Regions from separate parts of the Oryctolagus cuniculus genome. Here region 1 is linked to region 2. Evidence: chromatin contacts called from public Micro-C data. All regions are on one chromosome and are shown on one strand. The core of a region is the stretch at or near the end of the contact, and the rest is flanking DNA. Distances in the headings are between cores, read along the strand shown. Region 1 holds the start of C5H6orf89 (chromosome 5 C6orf89 homolog). Region 2 holds the start of PIM1 (Pim-1 proto-oncogene, serine/threonine kinase).

Region 1 (2,847 bases), core at 129-2,628, 250 kb after region 2:
GAACCTTATACAACTCTACCCCTTTGTAGTACATGTCTGTCCCTACCTTCCACACTAAATTGTGGGTTTCTTTAAAGCAGAGATAAAGGGAGAAAATAACAAAACAAAAAGCTAGCAGACAGGTAAATTCATCTGATATTAAATTGGATTAAGGTTGGACAAATTTATGGAATGGATCTAAAGTGCTCTCACTGACTGTAACATAGGCTTTAGTCACTTTACTTCAAGGCTTTTTAACGCCATCAGCCTGATGAGAGTTTAGGTGAGCAGGAATCAGTACTCGGATCTTCTTCTTGGTGTCACAGAACTCCTGTGGGGGGACAGGGACTCAAGGCCGGCCTTAAGCCCTGACAGGACTAACTGGGCCTCTTTCTGGCACACACTGGGCCACACGAATCTCCATGCAAAACTTCATTATAGCAAAGTCGAATTTAGCTACTTTAAGAGCCATATTATTCCTTCACTGGGAGACTGTGAGAACTCCAATGGAAATTAACGAATTTATTAAGGGAGAGCCCTCTGCAGAAAATTCGATGAGAACCACCGAACGAGCAATCAGAGAAGTCAGAATATTACGCATCCGGGAGCAGTATCTATTACAAGGTGACTGATGACCTAACGCTTTTTTAAAGACATATTCTCGAATACCAGGGCTATGCGGACTCTCAGAAAATGCACGACCTTCAGGGTTAATAATCTCGCAAGACCACAGCACACGGGACAGGGGAATTTTCTTGTACAAACGCCTCATCTACTCCTGTCAAGACACCACAAGTCATGTTCCTTTCTGAGATCCGAGGTGTCGGCTTTATCACAGAACAGAACCATGATAAAAGAAAAGAAAGGACTTCCCCCTTGACAATGACTACGAAAAGAGGTTTCAGAGGGCCGGAGAATCTACTTTCGACGTATGTGTACACAAACACACACACACACACACAGAGGAAGCCATCCAAAGGACAGTGCAAGCTGGACTTCACCAACACGGCTCGTGCTGGGCCCTGCTGTGGCCGCGTTCGGCCGTCCCCGGCGGAGCCAAGCAAAGACAGAGAGGTCTGGGGGAGCCGACCCCGAGGGCGCCGCCTGGGGATGCTGTCAGTCCACAAACCCCCAGAGGCTCCGACAAGCCACCAGCTCTGGAGTCCAGGGTGAGAGGAGGGGCGGCGCGAGGATGGATGTCACAGACGGGCACAGCAGCGAGGCTGTCACCGGCCGGCCTCCCCCCTCCCGGTCTCGGGCCCCACTCACTCACATGCGGGCCCGCGCCCCCTCGGGCTCCTCCCGCCTCGGGGACAGCAGCCGCCGGGCGAGGAGGATGGGCCGACCACTTCCTGCTTCCGGGACCGCAACCCGGAAGCAACTCCCACCGCAAGGGCGAGGCCGCGCGCCCCAGGGTAGCTCCGCCCCCCCAGCCCCGCGCTTCCGCCGAAAACGGCGGCGCGACGCGCGCGGGAACGCGGGTTCTGGCTCCCCCTGGCGTCCCTCTGGGGCGTGGCTCTTCTTCCTCCGTCGTGTTAGGCCTTGCTGGCGTCTGCTCCACACAAGCATTTACCGAGCCCCCTGCTACGTGCCAGAGTGTGTTAGGCATGAAGGGGTGAGAATGGGGGGGATACATACATGTGCAGCCGCCTCGCCCCTCTGGGCGCCCCTAGTCTGAGAGAACGGCCTGCAAACAAATCACTCAACTTGAGACTTGACCGCTAATTATGGAGGACTTACTCTGTGCCGGACGTTACTGTGTGCTTGGCATTTGTGAAACCGCTTCAACAACCCTGCGACATAAATAGTCCTCATACACACTAGGCGGGTCAAAGATGAGGAGCGGTGGGGTCAGAACATGAACCCAGACTCTTAAAATATATGAAAGGCAGAGTGAGAGAGAAAACGATCGAAAGTCTGGTTCACTGCCCAAATGGCCTCGCAGCCAGGAGCCTGGAGCTCCAACAGGGCCTCCCACGTGGGTGCAGGGCCCCAAGGACTTGGGCCATCTTCCCACTACTTTCCCAGGTGCGTTAGCAGGGAGCTGGATCAGAAGTGGAGCACCTGGGACTCGAATGGGATGCTGGTGTCACAGGCTGTGGCTTTACCCAAACCCTGCCATTCTCCTTATCCTGCTATGTCAGTAGTGCCAAAGCTTTTAACTGCTGTTTACAAGAAATTGCAAACAAAATACAAACGCGTTCAGAGTAATAATTCCACAGCTACAAAGGCAGTTTGATAATGATGCAGGGGTGTTTGCATCAATAAAATGGTATAAATAGACCAAAAACAGAGCCAAACATATGTGGACACTTGATCTATGACAGAGATTCGAAGGAAGGGTAATGCTTTCAACAAATGGTGCTGGGTCAACTGGATATCCATATACAGAAAAAATGAAATCTGCTTCCTACTTACGCAATACTCCAAAATAAATTCTAGGTGCATTATAAACCTTTTTTAAAAAGATTTATTTTAGTTATTTGAAAGGCAGAGTTACAGAGAGAGAGAGAGAATCTTCCATCCGCTGGTTCACTCCCCAAATGGCCACAACAGCCAGGGCCGGGCCAGGTCAAAGCCAGGAATCAGGAGCTTCATCTGGGTCTCCCATGTGGGTGCGGGGGCCCAAGCACTTAGGCTGTCTTCTGCTGTTTTCCCAGGCACATTAGCTTGGAGCTGGATTGGAAGTAGAGCAACCGGGACTTGAACCAGCACTCATTTGGAATGCCCATGCTTCAGGCAGCGGCTTAGCCCACTACACCACTGCATTGGCCCCATTGTAAACCTTAATGAGAAAAAATTTCAAAGCTGCTTTGTCCAGTACCATCTCCCTGGGAGTGACTATTGAGCAACTGAAATGTGGCTAGT
Region 2 (2,980 bases), core at 164-2,663:
CTGCAGGGCCCCCCGCTCCGTGATGAAGTCGAAGAGGTCCTGCACCGGCTCGGGCCGCTCCAGGATCAACACGAAGCTGTCGGGCCTCTCGAACCAGTCCAGCAGCCGGATCACGCCCCGGAAGCCCGAGCTCACCTTCTTCAGCAAGACCACCTCCATGGGCACGCGGGTGCCGTTGGGCTGCAGGGGGAGGGGGCGGCGAGGCGGCGGCGTGAGGGCGGGCGGCGCGCCCACCCCCTCCCCAGCCCCCCGGAACCCACCCACCCAGCCAGCCAGCCAGCCAGCCAGCCCGCCCGCCCGCCCGCCGGGGCGCGCCCCTCGGGGCACTCACCAGCTCGCCCCAGTCGGAAATCCGGTCCTTCTCCACGTGTTTGATGGCTACCTGGAAGCCCCCGCCAAGAGGGTCTCTGTTAGCTCCGCCGGGGCCTCGGCACCCGCCCGCCCCCCACTCCCCGCCGCCGCCGCGGGGCGCCCACACTCACCGGCAAGTTGTCGGCGACGCGGATGCCCGAGTACACCGAGCCGAAGCCGCCGCTGCCCAGCAGCGGGCCCACCTGGTACTGCGACTCCAGGGGCTCCTTCTCTTTGCCTAGGGAGAGCAGCGGGCACCGGCGGCTCAGTGCCGGCCCGCGAGCCCCCCGCTGGCCCGGCCCCCCGGCCCGGGGCTCCCGCCCGCCGCCGCCGCCGCCCCGCGGGGGTCGCTCACCGGGCGCCAGCTTGGTGGCGTGCAGGTCGCTGCAGGGCGCGGCGCGCAGGTGGGCCAGCGAGTTGATTTTGGACAAGAGCATCCCCACCTCCAGGGTGTCGGCGCGGGGACCGTGCCTGGAGGCGCCGCCGCAGGAGCTGGCGCTGGGGCTGCGGGTGGCGTTGCGGCTGCCGCTGCGGCTGGCGCGGAAGGCCGAGGGCGAGTCCGAGGACAACTGGGGGCGCTGCCGGGACTGGCGGCGGGAGGGCGCGCCGGTGGGGTCAGGCGGCGTGGAGGGCGGCTCGTGGGGCTCGGGCGGCGGCGGGGCCGCGGGGCCGGGGGCTGCTGGCGGCCGCTGCTGCTGCTGCCGCTGCCGCTGTCGCCGCCGCTGCTGCTGCTGCTGCTGTTGCTGCTGGTGCCTCTGCTGCCGGTCCCGCCGCCGCTGCCGCCGACTCCTCTCAGGCCTCCGCCACCGCGGCCGCTGCAGCAGACGCCCGGCTCGCCCCGCCGCCAGGAGTAAAGGGGCGGAGCGCGCCGGCGGGGAGGGCGCGCGGGCGGGCGGGGACGGGGCGGGGCCTCTCCGGGAGGCCGAGGCGGGGAGCTGGGCTGCCCGGCCGGTGGAGAGAGGAGAGGGGGTGGGGAGGCGGCGGGACGGGGCGACTCCCCTCGGCCCCCGCCCCGCGCGCTGGGTCGCCGCGCCCCGGCCCCGCCCTCGCCGGCGCGCCTCCAGCCAACCAGAGGCCGACTGATCTGCATAGCGCGGCGCGCCCCGCCCCCGCCCCGCCCCACTCTCGCGGTCAGAATGGTCTCTACGCCGCCACGACGTGGCGGGAAGGAAAAGGCGCCAAAATGGAGGGGGAGGGGCGCGGGGCGTGCGGGGAGGCGGGCGCTGGGTGTCGGGCCGCGAGGGAGGAAGGATGGGGAGGGGCGTATCGATTCAAACCCAAACAATAACAAAGCCATCAAAGGCCGCCCGAGGCCGGCTCTGCGGCGCTCGGTGTCTCGGAGGTTTTTGGGTCAAGGGCTCCAGAGCCGCGCAGCCTCACGAGTGGCGCGGAGACGACGGGCGTTGGTGTGTGAGGCGCGGAGGCCGGCGCGGAGGGACTGTGTGTGTGTGGGGGGGGATGCCGACGAGGGTGGTCTTTTCTGTGTGACTCAGACCCGAGACCTCCACGCCTGCCTGGGCGGGATGACGCCGCGCGCCGTGGGCTGGGGGTGCGTGGCGGGGGAGGGCGAAGATCTGCAAGGCGTGAGTCACGGCGGGAGCGGGGGAGCCCCGGGCCCGGAACAACACGGGGGCTCTGGGTTCCCCGCGCCAGAGGGTGCAGACCTCGGCCGTTCCCGCCCGTTTCCAGGGTCGACCCCCGGGGGTTCCCGTTTTAAAAAGAAAGGTGGCAGCGGCCGTGCGTCCTTGAGAAGCGGGGTGTGTGTGTGTGTGTGTGTGTGTCAAAGTGCTGGGGAAGGGGGAATCACGAAACAAATGTCAGCATTGTGATGCCAGCTGCTGCCTCAGCCCGCTTGTGCGGGCGGGAGAGGGAGGAAAATTCCTCATTTACAACGCGGGTGGGAGGGTGCGCTCGATTTAATCCGCGTTTTCACGTCGTCGTCACCTTCTCATGGGCGGGTTGCCATCAGCCCGGCAGTGCCAGCAATCACCGGGCGACCCCGCGTGCTCGCCAAGAAAAGCCCCCCACCATGGAAGTCACGCGGAAGACAGGACCAGTCCCACTTTCATCCTTTGTCCTTTTAAACTTCTCCAGGAGTTGATAACGACGTGTGAAATGAGTAAATTAAAATTCTATGGAACCCATAAATTGAATTGTCAGTGGCCAACTATATCCCGTTTCAGTTTTTTTTTTTTTTTTTCAAGTTCCTGCCATTTAAAGGGAAAATGAGGATCTAACTGTATGGCAATAGTCATTACTGGATTTAAAAGGTTTCTTTTAAAAGTTTTCTTCAGTGCTTATTCTATGAAGATGCCCGGATATGCCACACTTTTATGAATTTGTCTCATAAAACATTACACGTTTCCCTTTTGTTTGTGTACTGTGGCCTAACTCATTCATTTTTGATGATTGGGAGAAAACACAGGGGAACCAGAATTATTCCCCTTTTGCTGATAGGAAAATGAAACCTAAGCAGGAACACAGGGTCATACAATACTAGCTCAGGGAGGAGGTGAAAGGACTCAGCCCCGCGGGGTCAGAGCTCTCTGCTTCCTGGAGGCTCAGACTCCTTAGCACTGAGTAGAAACAACAGCAAATGTGCAAAGAATCTTCAAAAAACTCATGGAAA

What was found. Hi-C and Micro-C count contacts between places; a contact is called where the count stands out from the background.
Region 1: a contact with region 2 is called in a Micro-C map of ear pinna, with 4 times the contacts expected there. The contact joins the promoter of C5H6orf89 here to the promoter of PIM1 in region 2. A contact is called at or near these places in 2 of 6 Hi-C or Micro-C datasets (ear pinna and an unstated tissue).

Annotation. Positions count from the first base shown.
Region 1 is chr5:132,730,307-132,733,153 of mOryCun1.1, forward strand. C5H6orf89 (chromosome 5 C6orf89 homolog) reads right to left here and starts at 1,379. Exons shown (of 8, transcript XM_070074136.1): 1 at 1,253-1,379. The coding sequence starts at 1,254.
Region 2 is chr5:132,478,948-132,481,927 of mOryCun1.1, forward strand. PIM1 (Pim-1 proto-oncogene, serine/threonine kinase) reads right to left here and starts at 1,414. Exons shown (of 6, transcript XM_017345082.3): 1 at 707-1,414; 2 at 483-589; 3 at 332-382; 4 at 1-180. The coding sequence starts at 788.